Regions from separate parts of the Capra hircus genome. Here region 1 is linked to region 2. Evidence: chromatin contacts called from public Hi-C data. All regions are on one chromosome and are shown on one strand. Each heading gives the region's core, a stretch centred on a gene start, on an enhancer-like site or on the middle of the called end of the contact. The rest is flanking DNA. Distances are from core to core; before and after follow the strand shown. Region 1 has its middle 180 kb from the start of RNF144B. Region 2 overlaps RNF144B (E3 ubiquitin-protein ligase RNF144B).

What was found. Hi-C and Micro-C count contacts between places; a contact is called where the count stands out from the background.
Region 1: a contact with region 2 is called in a Hi-C map of liver, with 5 times the contacts expected there. The contact joins two enhancer-like sites. A contact is called at or near these places in 4 of 5 Hi-C or Micro-C datasets (blood and liver).

The regions. Positions count from the first base shown.
Region 1 is chr23:11,197,615-11,202,228 of ARS1.2, forward strand. No RefSeq gene overlaps it. Among named protein-coding and RNA genes, the nearest start is that of RNF144B, 180 kb to the left of the region's middle. Within about 2 kb of position 1,602, at least 2 of the 5 cell types and tissues checked have an H3K27ac peak or open chromatin away from gene starts, as enhancers often do.
Region 2 is chr23:11,058,961-11,063,157 of ARS1.2, forward strand. All of the region lies in intron 1 of RNF144B (E3 ubiquitin-protein ligase RNF144B), which reads left to right. Among named protein-coding and RNA genes, the nearest start is that of RNF144B, 39 kb to the left of the region's middle. Within about 2 kb of position 2,096, at least 1 of the 5 cell types and tissues checked has an H3K27ac peak or open chromatin away from gene starts, as enhancers often do.

The DNA.
Region 1 (4,614 bases), core at 352-2,851, 140 kb after region 2:
GAGCAGAGATAGTACTTCTGCCTTTGGTCTCCTTCCCCCAGCCCCCAGTGATAGTGAGGCCACCAGTACTGGCTGTAGATATGATTTGCCTTTGGTTCCCACGGGAAGAATGAGGGCCTGGAGGTGTAGGTGTGGGGCCTTAGGGCATTTCCATGGCACTGTCATTCTGGTCTTCAGGTTCTTCTTCCATAGTTTTCAGAACAATTCTTGGGTTGCTGGGAGCCAGGAGTTTGCTTTTGGTTCTGAATCCTGCTACCAGTTAGTCCTGTTGTTAGGGGAAGCACACTGACTGGAACCGCCCACCGTGGCCAGGCACCATAGTAACCATTTGCATGAGCTGTTTTATGACAGGAGATTCTGGTAAGGAACAGGGAACTAATGAGCCTCCGGAAGAGTTCGGGAAATGTCAAAAGGAGACACCACAGGTCTGACCACCTCCCAGAATCCTTCTCTCTGGCATCCATCTTGGCTGAACGAGGTGTGTACCACCAGGAAGGACTCTGAATCAGAATGACTGGCTAAAGACAACCCGGAAACTAATCCCATCACCGTAAAACCCAGAGACTGCAAGCCGTGTGACAGCTGTTTTGGGTTCCCTTCCCCTACTACTCTCCACCTGGGTGCCCTTTCCCAATAAAATCTCTTGCTTTGTCAGCAGATGTGTTTCCTCAGACAATTCATTTCCGAATGTTAGACAAGAGCCCAGTTTCGGACCCTGGAAGGGGTTCCCTTTCCTGCAATACTGTGTCCTCAGGTATTTCACTGTATCTCATTTTTCTCCCTTTGACTGTCAGATGGGAACGCTTTTAAATTATAAATTAGTGTAGAAAGTTGTAGTTCTAGTACTTACCTGGTGATTAGCTTGACTTCTGTTGAGCATGTGTATTTAGGGAGGGAGGAAGATGTCAACATTTAGCTTAGTGTCTGAAAGAAAGCTCCTCTAAAGTTAAAAGTGTGATTGCTAAGGGGTATAAAGGAAAGGAAAGCAGAGAGTATAATCTGTTGCATAGACCAGAGAGAAAAAGTTGGAGGGTGGAGGGCAGAAGGAGAAAAAGCTGGCTGGGTCTTCTGTTAAAAGCTATGAGAGATGACTTTGCTGGTATGAAGAGATGGTAACAAAATCTCTCCACAATGCCTCACATTCAACCATTAGAGATTTATTCCTTTGGATGAAACACTGTCATTATAAAATAAAGATGTGTCTGGAATGGGTAACATGTTAAGCTATTTACTCCTTTTTTTTTCTGTTCATTTTCCAAACTGACAGGGACAAACTGTGTAAAAGTGATGGTATAAGATTATCTGTGAAAGAGAAGTTAAATCAGGGTATGGAGGAGGAGGAAGACTTTAGAGACTTCACTTGCTTCACCGTTTTGTTTTAGGACTGAGGTTCACTTGGAGTTTGCTGAGACGATAGGGAATGAGTGTGCGGAGGCTTCTGCCTGAGACTGCAATTGAGTTCAGGGGTGATGCTTTAACCAGAGAGTGAGGAGAACAAATCTCTGGTGTCTAGAAACTGAATAACACTTCTGTTCCCTCACTGTGTGCTGTTGAGTGTGTTGGCCAAGCTCAATGGAAACACTGCATTCCCGGGCAGAGCTCCTCATGCCTTCTGCCGAGCAACTGCTTCTCCCTCCACAGCCTGCTTTGCCTCAGGACCAGCTCTGATCTTAGGGGGAAATGCGTGCAAGTGGCAATTAACAGATAACCCGGCACAGTCCACAGAAGCCTGTCGAATCCATTATGGAGGCTGGTTCTCACCCATTCCTCTCCGGGAGCTAGATGAGATTCTGGACGTAATTAGGACTTGAAGAAGTGAGAACTCTTGAGAGTTGCTGGGAAAATCGTGAAGATGCCTTGAAGCCACATGGCTGGCCCCTCGCAGCTAAATCAGAGTGTTGAGGTGCTTCTTTGGTTAGAATATCAGTGAATTTTTGTTTCTTTAGCTCCTCTCTGAGGAAGACGATACCTAGGAGGGCAGATTTGAGGCACTGTCTGTGAAACGCCCAGACGCTTTGATGAGAAAGGAGACACCGGAAGCCGAGGATGCTTGTACGGTTTTCTGGTGCCACCTAGCGTCTCCCTGGAGGAATGGCAGAGGCGTGACTCGGTCATGAAAGGACCCTGGCGGCCGCAAAGAGAGTCTTTGAGGTGCCAGAGTTGAGTTTCTCTTAAACTGGGCTCTGGGGGTCATTGTGTTTATTTCCACAGGTTTGAGAGAATTGTTTTATTTAAAACCTGCCTTCTTCCAGAGGTACTTCTTTGGGATTGGGAGGAAAGATCCGATGAACAAATTCATGGCACATTATAGTATTCATTTTACCCAGGGATCGTTGCATATCAAAAGGGCTACAGAGAAAGGACAATAATTTACCTCAAGAAAGAGACCCTTTTAATAGATGCTGTATCCCTTTAGGGTAAGGACCAAGTTGGTTATGTCTATACCACCAGCCTAGCAAACACTGGCCACGTAGTAGATACCAGTGAGTATATGATAGCACCACAGTAGCGTCTGCATGCCCCTGGTGGCGCAGACGGTAAAGCGTCTGTCTATCAGTGCGGGAGACCTGGGTTCGATTCCTGGGTCGGTAAGATTCCCTGGAGAAAGAAATGGCAACCCACTCCAGTACTCCAGTACTCTTGCCTAGAAAATCCTATGGACGGAGAAGCCTGGCGCAGGCTACTCTCCATGGGGTCGCAAAGAGTTGGACACGACTGAGCGATTTCACTTCAGCGTCTGGATGAGCAAGATGTACACCCTGCTTGCTAGAGGTATTCGCAGATAATTAGTGAATTATGGGATTCTTCGCTTATTTGTACAGAGGCAAGTAGCCTGAGTGGGCTTGCCTGGTGGATCAGACCATAAAGAATCTGCCTGCAATGCAGGAGACTTGGGTTCGATCCCTCAGTTGGGAAGATTCCCCTGGAGAAGGAGAAGGAAATGGCTACCCCCTACAGTATTCTTGCCTGGAGAATTCCACAGACAGAGGAGCCTGGTGGGCTACAGTCCATGGGGTTGCAAAGAGTCGGACACGACTGAATGACTAACACACGCTTACTGGTATTTTAAGTGTTGGGGGGGGGGCTATAACTTTGAGGCAAATATCTACTTGGTTCTTTTCTAGAGATAGCGTTGAATTTCTATTTTAAAGGATAGTTCAGTTCAGTTCAGTCGCTCAGTTGTGTCCGACTCTTTGCGACCCCATGAAACGCAGCACGCCAGGCCTCCCTGTTCATCACCATCTCCCGGAGTTCACTCAGACTCACGTCCATCGAGTCCGTGATGCCATCCAGCCATCTCATCCTTGGTCGTCCCCTTCTCTGAAAAGGAAAGAACATTTAAGGCATAAAACAGAGAGAATGTAAGAAATTCATTTTTAAGCCCCATCCCTAAAACTGGAATTAGCATTAGAGTCAGGGGTGCTAGTTGAGGGATAGAGCAGGCTTGGGCCTTAATTTTAGAATGGTTTCCACTGAGACAGAGCTTTCTGAGATACAACTCTTGCCTCTTAAGGGTGAGCTTCAGAAAAGATACTTGGGAAAAAATATGTCTGACCCTTGAATACTGGTTTGAACCATGCAGGCCCACTTTCATGTGGAGTTTTTAATTGTAAACACTACAGGATCCCAGCCTGGTTGTATCTGCAGACACAGAACCTTGGTTCCAGAGGAACTGAATGTACAGACGGCTGGTTATACTAAGTTATACTCACGTTTGCTGCTGTGCACAGGGTTGGTGCCTCTGACTTTCTTGCATGTTCTGAGTCAACTGCAGTTTGCTCTTTAGACTCCCCCCCCCCCTTTAGACATTTTTATTCTAGCTCTTGGTGACCCTATGTATAAGTCATCACTAAATATCCGCAGCCCTAGATTTCACCTGGCTGCTTACTGTTGAGCCGTGGTGGGGTGTGCAGCTGTGTCTGTTGACGTTCATTCTAACATCCGCATGGGAAGGCACTGGCTTTGAGCTTTTCTGTCAGGAAGTGGGAGTCAATCGAAGGAGGCAGAGTGGTCTAAAGTAAGAGTGATGATACTTACTTTTCATTTCTACTTCCTTTTTACATTTGCTTTTAGCAATTGCTATGTGCATGAAAATGTATGTGAGTCAGAATGTGCTTTTACATGTGACTGTTTAAAGGAAATTGGTTAGTTCTTTTGAAAAACAAAGAGTCGTTTTACAAAGTAAATAATCACACAGTTCAACTTGATAATTTATGAGTTGGCCAAAATACATTCATTAAGGCTCTCTCTTGTTACATACATATTCCATGTTTAAAGTATTACAGAAATTCATTTAGTCCTTCAACAAAAAATGGATTAGCTTGTAGATATTTGAGGCAAAACTGCATGTCCCTTTATTAAAAAAGTATAAATCATGAATAAACTTTCAGATCAACCCTCCAAAAGCTATTAGAGCCGTGAGGTAGGTTAAGTAATAAAATTTGTAACTGAAGCAATTAAAATGAATACAGCTAAAATAGTCAACATTATAAAGGAGATGATAGGTTCATTAGAAATATATTTTTAGTTATTGTTAAGATGTTTGAGTAAGTGTAGTGTTAGAGAAACATGAAGAAGAAAAATACTTTTGTATTGGGGTGTTGGTGGCACTGA
Region 2 (4,197 bases), core at 846-3,345:
ATCCTAAAGTCTTTGATGGACACGTTGGCTTGAGTTCAGGATAGTATTTCCTAAACCCATTTTTGCTGTTCCTTAGAGAACCTTTGTGTGCTTAAGGAGTACAAACCTTTCCTCAGTCATTTATCCAAAAATTTATTTTACTGCTTGTCCTTAAAAATAACACTGGGGGGAAGAGACGAATCCAATGGATATCAATATTTCCACTGTCCTTTTTAACAAGATCATTTTTTAGCTTATCAGTCAAGTCTCTCTTAGTTGCAGGTGACTGAGATTCCATTCAAATTAGCAGATGCAAAAAAGGGAATTTGTGGGCTCACATAATTGGAAAGTCTTAGGGGGTGGACAGAGATTTGAACATGGCCATGAACTCTCTCCATGTCCCTCAGCTGTACCCACTTCTGCTTAGTTTTGGATCCTCAGTTCAGTTTAGTTCAGTCGCTTAGTCATGTCTGACTCTTTGTGACCCCATGGACTGCAGCCCGCCAGGCCTCCCTGACCATCACCAACTCTCGGAGCTTGTTCAAACTCATGTCCATCGAGCCGGTGATGCCATCCAACCATCTCATCCTTTGTCATCCCCTTCTCCTCCTGCCTTCAGTCTTTCCCAGCATCAAGGTCTTTTCCAATGAGTCCGTTAAAAGAAAATTATATCTTTCTCAAGGATTGTAGCAAGGTGCAGAACTCTGTTTGGATTAGCATGTGCCAGATGGCTGGCTGGTGTTTTGGCCACTATAGTAAAAAGCGATGAAAAAACTGTCAAGAAAATTATAAAATGCAAATTCATTCCTCTACTTTTGTGGGGCAAAAGTGTCGAACACTGGGAATTAAAAAATGTCCCAGGTCAGCATTGAGCAAGGAATTGATGATGATGACCTGACTCAGATAAAATAAGAACAGCAACTTACCTTGATGCTTGGCTTTTTCCTTGCCATTTCCAGTGGCCTGGGAGGGGTGTGATTTATCACTGGTCACCCCACCTGTCCCCCAGTTCCTTGTCTCCAAAACACAGGGACTAGGAGACTAACTTGATTTCATAGTGGAAGAGTTGGGGGTGAGTGTTGAGGTAGGGAGAACGCGTGTTACTTATTCACACTTGAATGTGAATTCATGTCACCTTCTGGTTCTCTAGTACCCTCAACAGAATTAAGCAGATAGGACTTACGCAGTTGGAGTCCAGGGTGGGGTAAGTTCTGGAGTACAGGTACAGCAGCCTTATTCAGACACCTGCAAGGCCCCAGGCATGTGGGGAGAAAGAAGGAGAGAAGAGGGAGCTGGGGTTATGAGGAGGCAGTGGGACGAGCCAGCCCGTGCTCTCAGTGGTCTTCACCAGCACCAGTCAGGACACCTCCTTTTGCTCACTGTCATTTAAAGCATCTCAGGTGGCTAGCCCACCTGGAGTCTTACAATGGTGTGGGGAGAACTGGATTAAAAAAATAATAATAATTTGTATTTATTTCTGGCTGTGTTGAGTCTTCGTTGCTGCGTGAGCTTTTATCTAGTTGCAATGAGTAGGGGACACTCTTGTGCTGTGCGGGCTTCTCATGGCAGCGGCTTCTCTTGTTGCAGAGCTCTAGAACGTTCGGGCTTCGGTAGTTGTGGCAAGTGTGCTCAGTAGTTGCGGCTCCTGGGCTCTAGAGCCACAGGATCAATAGTTGTGGCACACAGGCTCCGTTGCTCTGTGGCCTGTGGGAGCCTTCCGGACCAGGGATCGAACCCATGTCTCCTGCATTGTTGGCAGGTTCTTAACCACGGAACCACCAGGGAAGCCGTAGGAGAGCTGGGTTTTGCAGCCTCCTTCCTTCCTTCTTTGCAGATTCTCTGGGGATAGAGACGTGGAAGAAGTTTCCGAGGCTGCCTCTGGGTCAAGCAGCGCAAAACAGAAGCTCTTTGTGGACGTGGTCTCTGTTCTGCTCAGCCGTCCTCACACGTTCACTTGGAGCTCTGAGCTTCCCTGGCAGTGTCTCTGAAGGACCTTCCGTGTCGGTTTCCATACTCACAGCCCCTGTCGAAGCAGGCGGGGCTCTTTCCACCTCACTGCTCTGCTCTCTTAGCTGTTTCACACTGGACTGGTGGTGAAGAGGCAGTCAGCCTTGGCTGTAGTTTGCGAGGGGTGGGGACAGGAAGGAGGTTTCTGGGTCTGTGTTGCTGACCTAATTCCACATTATGTTTTCATAGAATGAGTTGATTATTTTTATATCACTTACTGGTAAGTGAATGACCTGCACTCCTTTCAATTTTTCCATGTCCCAACTTCCAGTTCCTGACCACATTTTATACGCACTTGAAAATTCCCTTCTTAGGACCTTTTCTTGTAAGCACGTAGGAACAATATTGCCTGCTTATTGTTGGAACAGCAACTTTGCTGCCAGTATTATAAAACCCTCATCTTACATGTAATTTGTATGAGGAATAAGTTAATATTTATCGTCAAGGCTTTAAAGCAGCTGTGTTCATCATGCTGCATTTTAATATTTAATGGACCAATGGAATCTTTTCACTTTAATCACCTCCCTTGAAGTGATTAATATGCATCACTTAATCCGGCTTTCTTTTACCAACTCTGAAAACTGGTTCCTTGTTAAACGAGTTAGTTATTTGTTCCCTAAAGTTATATTCACTGTGTACTTTTTGTGTTTGACATAGCTTTTTATGTTTCAAGTTCAATGAAAAGAAAAGTCGTTTTAAGAGTATATGTTCTCTTTGTATTTTGAAACTGGGATGCTCCTGTTAATTTGATGTTAGGCTGAGCATCAGAGAGACTTTCCAAGTTCAAGTTCAAACTCACAAGCATCATGGCTTTTTTCTAAAACTTGCTCACTTATGCCCCATTTCTGCTGGTATGACATAATAAAAAAGCTCACTTTTTGAGTGTAAATTTGATTTTTGTTTCCCTTCCCTGCTTTTCAGTAAACTTTGCGATTCTTTTCAGTCCTAAACTTTAAGTGAGAATAATAATTCCATGAAGTGTGGCTTTTAAAAATGTTTAATAGACAAGACATTATTATTTAAAAGTTGATTGTAAAAATTAAAACCATTAAAAAATGATTATTATGGCAGCATTAATTTCCTCCTGTTACATGTATTGTTAGTGTGATTGATTTACCTTTGTGAGACCTACATTAAAAATAAATAAGTGCATTTAGTAAAACTTTGAAAAAATTCCCCATCACCCACAGGAAGAATCCATTTGTTTTACAAGAAGTGATAAGTGTATTTTGTAAGAAATAGAATTTTAAGTTTATTTAATATCAGGTATGTTTTTGTGTACTAAATATGCAATATAGTATTTGTGTTTCCTGTTGCAAAAGTAAAAAAAATAGTAGTGGAGAAAGCAGAAAAAAAGCTTTTGAGTGTCTGCCCTTTGTTCTGAATGTATATTCCTTTATTGTAGATGTATTAACTGAGTAGATTACTCTAATTACATAGTTCATGTTTGTAGCAGCCTTGACTAATTCAGTTTAAAATCAGATTAAAACAAAACTTTCTTCTTCTTGTGTGTCCAAACCCATAATTTAGACTGTTCTGAACTTTTAAAAGACTGCTTAGCCAGTTTTTTTCCTCCAACCACAATTTGAGATAATTTCCTTAAAAAGCAAGAAAATTGTGCCACATTCAAAGATCCTAGAATGTGGATCCTAGCTGTTTAGGGATTGTTTCTGTTGATGGGGAGAAATTAAGTGGACCACCATGCACTGTAAGTAATAGCAAGCACCAGGACTGGAAAGCCGGGGGTGAGTCTTGATTAACTCGGAGAAAGAACTGGCAGAGCCAAATTCTCCATCTTTGGCCTTAGCATTTCAGTGGGTCTTTGTTTCTTATGGACTTTCTCCCCTCCCCCATTTCTTTCTCATCTTTAATTCAGACAAGCATTTGACAGTTTTGATAGTATTTGGATGCCCTCTGAGCTTAGGAAGACATTTTCTTTGGGTTCAGTCCATTGAGTCCATTTAGGTTGTTGTGTTTTCATACTGTGTTCATCAGAAAAACCTTCAGTGGGAGGAAGCACGCAGAGATGTTAAATTCTCTCAAGTTCCTTCTTGAGTCATTTCAGCTGCAGGAGTTTCTCTTCCTTTTGCTACTTAGAGAATTGGGACTTTGGAAGTAGGGATGCCCCTGGCCACAAAACCTCCACTGTCACTCCAGTCCTGCAAAATATTTTCTCGCTTCCCCATGTAACTTCTGCATTTGCTTTGTGAT